Linked DNA regions of Drosophila melanogaster: regions 2 and 3 are each linked to region 1. Evidence: chromatin contacts called from public Hi-C and HiChIP or PLAC-seq data. All regions are on one chromosome and are shown on one strand. The core of a region is the stretch at or near the end of the contact, and the rest is flanking DNA. Distances in the headings are between cores, read along the strand shown. Region 1 holds the start of Cog1 (Component of oligomeric golgi complex 1). Region 2 holds the start of DCAF12 (DDB1 and CUL4 associated factor 12). Region 3 holds the start of MBD-R2.

What was found. Hi-C and Micro-C count contacts between places; a contact is called where the count stands out from the background. HiChIP or PLAC-seq counts read pairs in DNA pulled down with a chosen protein or histone mark.
Region 2: a contact with region 1 is called in a Hi-C map of the Kc167 cell line, with 5 times the contacts expected there. The contact joins the promoter of DCAF12 here to the promoter of Cog1 in region 1. A contact is called at or near these places in 23 of 107 Hi-C or Micro-C datasets (the Clone 8 cell line, the D17-c3 cell line, the Kc167 cell line and 7 more) and 2 of 6 datasets of contacts at active chromatin or transcription factors (both in the Kc167 cell line).
Region 3: an H3K27ac HiChIP or PLAC-seq map of the Kc167 cell line shows a contact between it and region 1, with 8 times the contacts expected there. The contact joins the promoter of MBD-R2 here to the promoter of Cog1 in region 1. A contact is called at or near these places in 14 of 107 Hi-C or Micro-C datasets (the Clone 8 cell line, the D17-c3 cell line, the Kc167 cell line and 3 more) and 3 of 6 datasets of contacts at active chromatin or transcription factors (all in the Kc167 cell line).

What each region holds. Positions count from the first base shown.
Region 1 is chr3R:12,217,907-12,221,588 of dm6, reverse strand. It overlaps Cog1 (Component of oligomeric golgi complex 1), which reads left to right and starts at 1,903. Exons shown (of 5, transcript NM_001275568.1): 1 at 1,903-2,118; 2 at 2,175-2,857; 3 at 2,926-3,682. The coding sequence starts at 1,985. CG4860 reads left to right here and starts at 125. Exons shown (of 3, transcript NM_141906.4): 1 at 125-172; 2 at 234-473; 3 at 604-1,708. The coding sequence starts at 139. The coding sequence ends at 1,577. It also overlaps asRNA:CR46012.
Region 2 is chr3R:12,015,332-12,019,013 of dm6, reverse strand. It overlaps DCAF12 (DDB1 and CUL4 associated factor 12), which reads left to right and starts at 1,983. Exons shown (of 4, transcript NM_001275566.1): 1 at 1,983-2,462; 2 at 2,532-3,086; 3 at 3,146-3,550; 4 at 3,615-3,682. The coding sequence starts at 2,196. Spt3 reads right to left here and starts at 1,858. Exons shown (of 1, transcript NM_141889.4): 1 at 464-1,858. The coding sequence starts at 1,788. The coding sequence ends at 634.
Region 3 is chr3R:12,354,570-12,358,251 of dm6, reverse strand. MBD-R2 reads left to right here and starts at 1,987. Exons shown (of 5, transcript NM_169461.3): 1 at 1,987-3,333; 2 at 3,407-3,682. The coding sequence starts at 2,109.

The DNA of each region.
Region 1 (3,682 bases), core at 654-3,153:
TGAACTTCGCCTCAAAAAGCTGCGTATAAAAGCTGTTTTCCTCGGTTGTATTTCGATCGGCTCGTCGACGAGTGCGAAAAAGCTTTCACTACCTCGATCGCAACCGGCACCACGGGCTTGGGATCAGTTGGCGACGGAATGCAGCAGCTGATCAGAGTGGCGCGGACGTTGGGTGAGGAACTGGGTGATTCCCGGCTGACTGGATGATCGATTTGCCGCCTCCGTCTTTGCAGGTCAACGCTCGAGCGGCGCATGGAGTGCGAGGATAATCGCTGGTGGAAACCGGGGAATCGCATGCCTGGCCGCCCTCTCCGAGACCCACCAGATTCTCCAGAAGACTTGCCGGGAGTTCGCCAATGCGGAACTGGCCCCCAAAGCGCGACACCACGACCGGGAGGAGCTTTATCCGGCGGAACAGGTCCGACGGTTGGGAGAACTCGGTCTCATGTCAGTGACGGTTCGAGAGGAGTATGGTGAGTTCCTATTTCAATTATAATATTTACAATATTTACATAACATAAAATATGTGATGTTTTCATTTTTGAAATGGTATATAAATAGATCATACTACTAGATTCCATTCATTAAATATTGATTTTTCAGGTGGTTCCGGATTGGATTACCAGGCCTACGCGATTGGCATGGAGGAGGTGGCTCGTGGTGACGCCGCCGTGTCCATTGTGATGGGCGTGAATAACCTGTACCTGGGTGCAGTGCAGCAGCATGGAACCGAGCAGCAGAAGCAGGATTTCCTGGTGCCGTACACCCAGGGTGAGCACATCGCCTTCTATGCACTATCGGAACCTGGAAACGGATCGGATGCAGGAGCTGCCAGCACCACGGCCAAGCTGCAAGGGGACAGCTACCAAATAAACGGCACTAAAGCGTGGATATCAAACTCCAAGGAGGCCAGCGGGGGTATCGTCTTTGCCACGGTGGACAAGAGCATGAAACACAAGGGAATCACTGCCTTTCTTACGCCCAAGGATGTTCCAGGACTCTCCATAGCCAAGAAGGAAAGCAAAATGGGCATGCGCGCGACTTCGACTTGCCAGCTGGTGCTGGAGGACGTTCACGTGCCGCGATCCCGGGTCCTTGGAGCTGCCGGTGATGGCTTCAAGATCGCCATGCAGTCCTTGGACTGTGGCAGGATCGGTATAGCCGCCCAGGCCACCGGTATCGCACAAGCTGCCCTGGAACTAGCCGTGGATTATTCGCAGAAGAGGGTGGCCTTCGGAAAGCATCTGGCACGGTTGCAGCTCATCCAGCAGAAGCTGGCCGACATGGCCACGCGGGTGGAGATCTCAAGGCTGCTAACGTGGCGTGCCGCTTGGCTGAAGGATAATGGGCTGCCAATCACAAAGGAGGCGGCCATGGCCAAGCTGCATGCCTCCGAGTCCGCCACCTTTTGTGCCCACCAGTGCATCCAGATCCTGGGTGGGATGGGGTACACCACCGATCTGCCTGCGGAGCTTTACTACCGCAACGCCCGCGTCACAGAGATTTACGAGGGAACCTCGGAGATCCAAAGAATTGTGATCGCCAACGCAGTGCTGCGGGAATTGGGAAAGGAGTGAAAGCCATTGTTGGTTTTTCTTTATTACTGCTGCCAAACCAATCAGAATTCTTGCTTTTACACTTGTTGTGTATGTAAATTAGTTTATCTATGCCAGACAAATGCATTTAATAAAGTATATTTAAACAAATGAAACCTGGATTTAGAAAAATATCTTTTTTCGATTAAATGAGGTAATTCCCCTAACTATAACTCTTTATGTTATATTGAAATGTAACGGCTTGCACATGACAGCATATCTAACATTTTTACCAACAGAGAAATGTAAACTAACATAAATTTAACAGTCATAGACAGTCATGAGAGAAAATATCGATGTTGCCAGTCATCGATACATAATTCGATTTTATTACAGCTGCTCCCTTGTTATTGTTTTCTTAATTTAAATAAAACTAATTTGACGGCTAAATGACGGCCAATTTGTTAAACCTGAACGTGGACACGCTGTTTGAGCAGCACAGCGTGTCCGAGATAGACGAGGTGCACAAAAAGATCCAGTCGGTGGTGGAGAACAAGCGCGAGGAGTTGCGCACTCATGTCGGGTGAGTGATGTGGCACCTTCAGAAGATTTGCTGCTTAAACATTCTAAATCTTTAAGGGAGCGGTACCGAGATCTTTTGCAGGCGGCTGACACCATTGCTGCGATGCAAACGTCGGCCGGGACACTTATGGAGCAAGTGCGACACGTGCAGGCCAATTGCCGCAGTCTAAACGAGCAGCAGCTCCTGGGCTTCCAGTCAACTGCCAATGCAAGTGCTAAAGATGCCGCACTGAAGGAGAGGAACGCCGGAAAAAAGCTGCAGACCTACTACGGCACCATGGCTCAGATTAAGTTGCTTACTGCCCTGCCGGAACTAATCTGGACGCACTTGGACAACGATCGCTTCTATGCCGCTACTGAGTTGTTCATCTTCAGTCGCCACATCAGCACGGGCTTGCAACTGGACGGCCAGAGTGCCCTGATGCAGAAACTACCGGTAGCGCGCAAGCAATGGGAAATCCTGCGTCCCTTTCACGTGACCATCAAACAAGCCATACTGACCGCACTGGAGAGGGAGGAACTCCTACAAGAAATGACTGTGGACTGCCTGCAGAGCCTTCTCTTGCTAGACAAAAGCGATTTGAGTACTGTGCTGAAATCCTTCTTGAACCTGCGCTCCTCAGCCTTTCTGAACTGCCTGCAAAGCGGTCCATCGGAGCCACGTCGCGTCAAGGATCGCATTTTGGCTAGCTTAAACGTGCTCAACAGCACCGTGGAGCTTCTGGACAAGTGTCTTTTGGGTATGTTTCCATTCGCAGATAGGCACACAACATTATTATTGGAACAATCGGTCTTTTCTCTCGTACAGGTTATAGCCTTCTTTTTAGCCGCTTGGAGGAGTGTGCCTCTTCTACGTGTCCACCCAGCATCAACCGAATGGAGAGTAGCGAGCGCCAGCTGGTTCATCTTTTACCCGAAATCATCGCTGGTTTTAAGCCACAATTTGATGTACCTCAGCTAACACCTGAGCAGTTGGGTTCTTCACTTCAACAATGGCTAGATAAAATGAACGCCTTGGCAGCGGCTCACTTGCAGCAAGTCTTTGCACTAGTCACCAACATGCAGACCATCCAGGACATTAAGTCCGCGGCCAGAACTAATGGTCGACCGGATTTCGTTCGCCTAGAACAGCAATTGCATCTTAAGCGTAGCCAGTTAGACTTCTACGCCAGAAAGTACGTGCCGTTGATCAACGCCAGAGTACGAGAGATAATTCGCAGCAGCTGGGCTTCCGCCATGAAGCTGACCTACGAACAGGTACTATTGCTTATTGAAGCCGGTCAGTCGCAACCGCCTCTACAAATTTGGCGGGAGCAGAGCGATGATTTGCCTTTAAGCTTGGCGGCAGCACTCAGCGATCAACCAAAGCGACTGGCAAATCGGACGAAGGGCTATGACGGCGCAACAATAGAACTGTGTAAACGTTTTGACTCACATCTGGCGGATATCGTACAGGAGCTGAATGTGATGTTACAAGAACAAACGACGAGGGCTGAGGACAAGGTTTCACTTATCGAGTTTCTGCGCGAAACGGCCGAGGAACAGCTGACAGAGTATTTATCCAA
Region 2 (3,682 bases), core at 734-3,233, 200 kb after region 1:
GCAAAAGACAGAATGAAACCCGCCACCCATAACTGCGGAATGAATTTTAACCCCTTTACCCTTCGTTGCTATGCGTGTCACACACATTTATATGCACAACAGGAAGTTGATTATTAAGTGCGTTCGCGAGTTGCTTCTCTTAATGCCTTATGCTGCAGTCTCTCCTGCAATCCTGCGGCATCCTTGCTGGTCCTTCTCCTTCGCTCCGTCTGTGTGGCACACGTGCGAGTGCGCCTGTCGGCAAATTTCTTTATTGCGCTTTTATTTATCTGTCGGTGCCAGTTTCAACTTCGTTTACCGCTTCAATTTATCGGCTCCATGCGAGGCAGATTCACCCGTCCGTAATTGGAGTGCGTTTTTCTGTCTTTTAGTCGCAGCCTCAAAGGCCAGGATATGTGCCACAGGCAAATTGAATTAATGAATATGCCTAGTTGTTCTTGACCTCTCAGGAAAAAACTTTTTTAACGAGCCAAAATTGCTTTATTTTATAATTTGTATAATTAAAATGTAGAGCGCGTTAATTGTTGGGGATTGAATTACTTTAAATGAATTAATTGTACAGTCTATTTTTTGTGAATAAAATCAATAATTGACGCAAATAAAAATAGGCGAGGATATTAAGATCATTAAAACTTAAATGGCTAGAAAACTGCGCCGGAAATCGATGTCGCAAGAGTTGCGATACCGCCCAATCTTACGGCTGCTCATTTGCCGGAAACGGCGCATGGCCTCGTGGATCTCCGGTACACTGATTGGCTTGACCACCTCCATGCCGCGACCCTGTGTGACCTCCGGACAGACGTGCATCATAGCCGGACTGCCTCCGGCGGAGGTCACTCGGCTGTAGGGCTCGGTCGCACGGTTGTCCGAGTTCAGGCGCGTCAGGATCGAATAGTCGACAATGGCGGCAATGGTCTCATGCGCCAGATAGGCCAAAATGTTCATTGTCGGCGTTGGGATGCGAAGGTCCGCGGGCAGGTCCAGAAAGCGGCGGAACTTGTTCTTGATCTTCTCCCCATGGCGGCAGTAGAATGACGTCTTGCGCGCCTCATTGAACTCCAGGTATTGCTGGCCCGTAAGGATCTGCGATATCCGATCTGCGCGGAATAATCTTCGCATTCGGTCCTCGTCGTGTAGCTCGTACACATCGATGGCCAGCTCCTCGTCCTCCTCCTGCTGCTCCAAGTCGTCCATGAAGTCCTGCGGCCTTCCCGTGCGGATACTAAGGAACCTTTTGAGTATGCGCATATCCTTGAGGTGCTTTCGCATCCGAGCTATCTTCACCGGATGGTTGCGCATCAGGAACTCAAAGTCCGCCTGCGACGGGCAGGGATTCTGTTTCCGCCGCATGGCCACCAGCGAAGCCTCATTGAAGATGCCGCGCAGCTGCTGCTGCAGGATCTGCTCCACCAGCTTGACACTTCCCGTCCTGGGCTGATCGCTGTCGCCGAAGCTTCGCATGATATCCGCAATCTCTGTGAGCAGTGAGACAGGTGCATCATCCGGAATGAGAACGTTGGCAACGTTGCTCCCGCTGGCACCACCGGCTACATTATGTCCAGCTAGGTTGATCTGCTGTGGCGAGGGATTCGTCGGTATGCTTCCACTTTGCAGCAGAATCACTTGGCGCTGCACAAGCAGTGGCTTGATGTCCTCGGTGGTCTGCAGTTGCGGCGTGCTGGGCGCCGAGGGCGGGGCAGGTCCAATCATTATCGGCGACGCTGCCATGTCGTTGGAACCCACGCAAACCGAGTTCTGTCGCATTACTCGCTTGGCGTTGTAGTTCATTTTATTTACAAACAAAGTCACCACTTCAATCGCAACAGCTGATTTCGTGAGAATAGATAAAACCCTTTGTGAAAGCGATGGCCTATCGTTAGGGATGAACGATAGTGTAACGCATTTGTGCGACATCCGACTTTATATAAATACTGTATATTATATATATATTATTATATATATATATATATTCAGGTAACCAGAGCGGCCGAGTATTGTGCCAAATAGAAAAATGTCAACACTTGTATTTTTATTTCCCTTAATTTGTATCTCTGCATTAAATGCAAAACAATCGGTTCAGCAAACTTCAGTTCCGAACCAGTAGTTCCACTGTAGTCTACGCACCACCATTTTTGTTTGCGGATGATAACCCGTAAAGCAAAAGACAACAAATCGGATTAAACAATTACCTTAAGATGTTCAACGGGATGGTGAGAACCATCCGCGACAGCGTCGTGGGCACCTATCCGTCCTGCCACGTATCCTCGCGGCTGGAGGAGCGCAGGGCCAAGCAGCGGGCGATGCGACAGGAGCGTAGACGAAAACCGGACAAACCAGACGACTTTGTTACTTACGAGGATTCCGGCAGCGACGAGGAGACGCCCCAACAGCAGGAGGAGGTCCTGAACACATCCTACAACCTGTGCGACTACCTGCGCAGCCGGGAGAGTGGACTCCGAGATGTGGGTATATGTTGTGAAGTCGCACCACTTGCATTGCTAACGTGAACTTTGTCCCACCATCCTCTGCAGCGTCGCAGTGTCAATGTGGAGTACACCAGCCGCTATGTGCTAACCCACGACATGCTGCGCGAGACGCAGATTAGTCTGGGCTACATCAACAAGGTCTTCTGCTCCAAGTGGCTGAGCAGTCGACAAGTGGTTTTCGGGACCAAGTGCAATAAACTGCTCGTCTACGATGTGAACATGCGCCGGGTGGACGCCATCCCAACGCTCTCAAATAGCCGGGCAAACCATCCTGAGGTCCAGGGTGGCCTGCATGCCATCGAGCTGTCGCCCAGCCGATCCTTCCTAGCCACCGGTGCGCGCAACTCCTCCGATATTGCTGTTTACCGACTGCCTACGCTGGATCCCGTCTGTGTGGGCGAGGGTGGGCACCGCGACCTTATAATGGGCATGTGCTGGCTGGATGACCAGTTTCTTGTGTCCGGATCGAAGGACTCGCGCATGGCTCTGTGGCGCATCAACGAGGATCACATGGAGTTTCCAGATGGCGGCGAGGAAGCGTGTCCCACATTCGCAACCATCCACCCCCTTAGTGTCAAGGAAGTTCGCACTGCCCAGAGGGTGAGCTTATGAATGCAAATCAAATCAAAGAACCATTTTATCAATAAGATCTTTTACAGATTCGATCTCTTTGCTTCAACAAGGAGTTTAAGGAGATCGCCGCCCTCTCGCTGAACGGATACATTCACATCTTCAATGCGGAGACCTTCAAGCAGACACTCTCACGAAAGCTGCCAAACTGCCAGGACAACGTGAGCATCGCCTACCACAGCGACGGCCTTTATGCCGTTGGATGCCGTTCCTATACCATCCTTTTGGACGCCCGAACCCTTCAAACCATTAAGAAGATCACATCTCGATACAGTGGCTGCGGTATACGGGCGACTTCGTTCGAAGGTAACCTGCTCACCGTTGGCACGGGTCTGGGCATGCTCCTATTCTACGACATTCGAGCCGGAAAGTATTTGGAGAGCAGTGTGAATGCCTCGCGCACAGTCGCACTCAAGTGCAGCAAAGGAATTGTGGTAAGTGAAGAGGTTACAGTTCCACAAAATACACCAATTCACCTAACTGTTTTGTACATTTCAGTATCCGGAGGATGAGATGGATGGCTTCCAGCAGGTGAAGTATGTGCCCGCCATCTACACCCACTGCTA
Region 3 (3,682 bases), core at 738-3,237, 140 kb before region 1:
CGGCGTGCAATGCTGAACGACAAAGAGCAATAAAAATTATAATAAATTAGGCAACCCATTTACATGGTCAACACGTGTATTTGCTTAAGCCATGTCTTTCGGGCAAGCATAATTTATTTAATTTGTGTGAGCTACTCGGCGTTACATGAATTCCCGTGGGCACTCTCAAGCCCAAAATGATCATCATCATTTAGCGATAATATTTTTGGGTAATAATCATGTGATAAGGAACCGGGAAACTGGGCCCAACTGTCAAGAGACGCGCAGCCAGCCTATTACCGCATTGCATGCCCTCATATTTACGCAATGAGTTCCCAGACGGTATCGGAATGGGGATCGGGATCGGGAGAGGGAGAGGGAGAAGGGGCTGACTTATGGGCTATGCGGCTGGGACCGATGAGATGAGGCTGGGGAATGGGCCTGGCCAATTTGTCGATGAGTTGGGTAAATATTAAAGGAGAAAGTGCCGCCGTCAGTTGGACCAAAAGTTTTGTACTCTCCTTGTACATATTTCTGTTTTCGGTTTTCTGTTTTTGAAAAATATTTTTGCACAGGTTACATATTGTTGAATTATTTGCACAAAAAGAGAGTGAGGTCAGGTGCAGTCGTCCCAATTTCATCGAGTGTCGATAATTTATGCAAATATGTTCACTAATAGTTATGCAAACGGAAATCTAACCGTGTTTACCACCCATTTTGGATTTCCCTTCGAGTGGCCCCCTCAATGTCAGTTTTTGACTGACCAAAATTTATAAAATGCTAAATTATTCGGCTTAGCAACGTCAATTACTCACGTTATTTAATATTTATGTCAGCTGCATATGACAATAAAAGCATTTTATAATTAAAGTTTGCTTTATGCTCCAGCCGTGATTTGATTACAAATATTGGCAATCCACTGAATCAAAGTCAACACCATTTGATATTGGCTCCGTGTCAATTTCGCAAACACGCCCAAGATCTAAAAGTCAACCGATTGACCCAGAGACCTCGTTTTCAGGGAAGTACCCAAAAACAGGAAGCTCTTCGACCGTGAGTTTCCGGCTATCATTCTAAAACAATATTTGTAATGGAACTAAACTGTTTAGTTACGGAATTCGAGGGGTCAAGCCACATATATACATAAGATATTGACACAATATAGAGAATCTTAATATTTTATTCTTTCAAAATGTGCCATCACATTTTCCTCACATATTTCGATTTGAAGGCCAAAGCTCCATACTTCAATCGATTTTTTTGGCGGCTCAATCAACCGATCAAGCAGCAGGCGCCACATTTAAATTTGTCAGTTGTTTCTTGCATGCTAATGACCGGGTGAAATATTGTAATTAAAAACTACAATGAGTGTTTATTTTAGCAGTATGCGTAAATAGCTGCTCCTCAAACTTTGAAACCCAGTGTTGAAATACATATTTCCAGAAGCATTTGTCGAATGGATAATATCGTATTTGGTTAGCTTTTTGCAAGGTGTCTGCCTTTTGGCGAACGTGGTGACATGTAAGCCCAAAAGCGTACATTAATTGCATTTCAAATAGGCTTTCGGTGGCCTTGGGAACGGTGGCGTATCGGCACGTGATCCTTTTTCCGCCGAGCTGAGGAAATTTATGGCACCCTCACTTCGCTAAAATGCATTAACGCACCGATTAATATTAATTGTGCAGCGGGTATTTACCAACTTTAATAGTTAATTTATGGCAGGAAGATTGATGTAAAGTTTCATGAAAATTGAGATAGTCAGAAATAAAAAGTAATTAAATTCAACCTACTCAGGCTCTAAAGTAATATTTATTTATTTATCGAAAGTAGTATTTATTTATCACCACAATAAAGATCTATGCAATAAAGTCATTTAAAATTTATTTTTTATAAAATTCAAAAAATATCGTTAAATAGTTTTGAACTTTTCCAACAAGGTGGCAATATCTAACTATCGATAGTTTGCCGACGCACACGTTTTTACTGTACCCCAATTTGGTATCACTAATTTATTGCGCTGTATTTTTCTGGATAATTTTCGCGTCGTTTCCTGGATTATTTCATCACTTAGCAAAGTGTGCGTTTGCACATAGGCAAACAAAATAGAGAATTGGGTGAACTTCATCGCCATGGGCCGCCGGTGCTGCGTGGCCAACTGCCCGTCGACGTCGCGTCTGTTGGAGCACAACGGCGTGACTTACCACTCCTTCCCCCTAGATCCCATCATCCGCGCCATATGGATCAAAAACTCTCGCATCAGCCTGGAGCGCCAGATCACCAAGAGCGTGCTGGTCTGCTCACGCCACTTCCGCCGTTTGGACTTCAACACTATCCGCAATGGGAAGTATCTGCTCAAGCCGCGCGTCTTTCCCACCGTTTTTCCATGGGGCAAGATGGATACCGCGGAGATCGAAGCAGACCAACGGGCACTTCAGCACGCCAGCGTGGAGGGAACGACTGAAACCCCGGGAAATGCTCAGTCATCGACCAATGACGATGTGATCAAAGCTACGGTAGACCAAATAGTTGCGCAAATCCTGTCGGAATCTGCAGAACGCAAGGCCACGGAGGAAGGTAAAACAGGCAAGGCGGCGGATGACGTTAAAAATACTCCCGAAAGTGGAGAAGATGCAAACAAGGCAGCTGCAAAGGAACCCTCAGGGACTCCGGTAGCCGCAAGCAGCGAAGCCACAGTCCCAGCTCCTGGATCCGCTTCCAGTTCGAACTCACCTTTGCCCGGCACACCGCCCAAGTACAGCAACCCACATAACCTGACTATTGGCGCCCGTTTGGAGGCGCTCAGTGTGGAAGGCAACTGGTTGCCCGCCCGCATCGTGGAAGTTAACGAGACGGAGCAGACGCTACTCGTGCGCTTTGAGCGCAATCACAAGCTAAAGGTGTCACCTTCGACCAGCGGCAGCTTTCAGGAGTGGATGGCCATCAAGTCGGAGCGGCTGAGGCAGCGCCTCAGCAACCGTGTGCTGCCCGTCTTTGAGCTGGACGAGAAGTGCATGGCCCGCTGGTCGGGGCCGCGTAAGTTTCCAGGAACCATACGCAAGTTGCTGGGCAACGATACCTACGAGGTTCTCTTCGACGATGGTTACGTTAAGAACGTGCGCGCCGTGCACATGAACAAGATGCCCAAGCAGTTGCCCCCTGTTCAGGTAGCGGAAGAGGGTGCCTCAAAGTCACCCACTCCTGTTGGAACTCCAGTAAGCTCTGCACCTGTGGCTCCGAAGCGGGCGAGCACAGGCAGCCTTGGCGGATCCAGTGGCTCTTCGGGCAGCAAGAAGAGCAAATGTGCACCTCAGCGCAGGGATTGGCCGTTGCTGGACATGGCCAGTTTGGATATAGGTAAGAGCACCGAAAGGAGAATGTTAGTTTTGCCTTAAACTTAACTTTCATGTTTGACTTTCGTAACCAACAGCATCCCTTGGACTCCCAGAAATACCGCATGACGGCGAGTGGACTTGTCATTGGGTAAATGACCAGCCTATTGGAACCGAGGGTTTTCTGATTGTGGGCGAGCACCAGAAACCCACTGTTATCGTGCAGGATTGGCGTCTGCCTCCTGGCTGGATCAAGCACATGTACCAGCGGTCCAACGTCCTCGGCAAGTGGGATGTTATTCTGGTCTCGCCCAGCGGCAAACGTTTCCGCTCCAAGTCCGACTTGAAGTTGTTCCTTGAGTCCCAGAATCTGG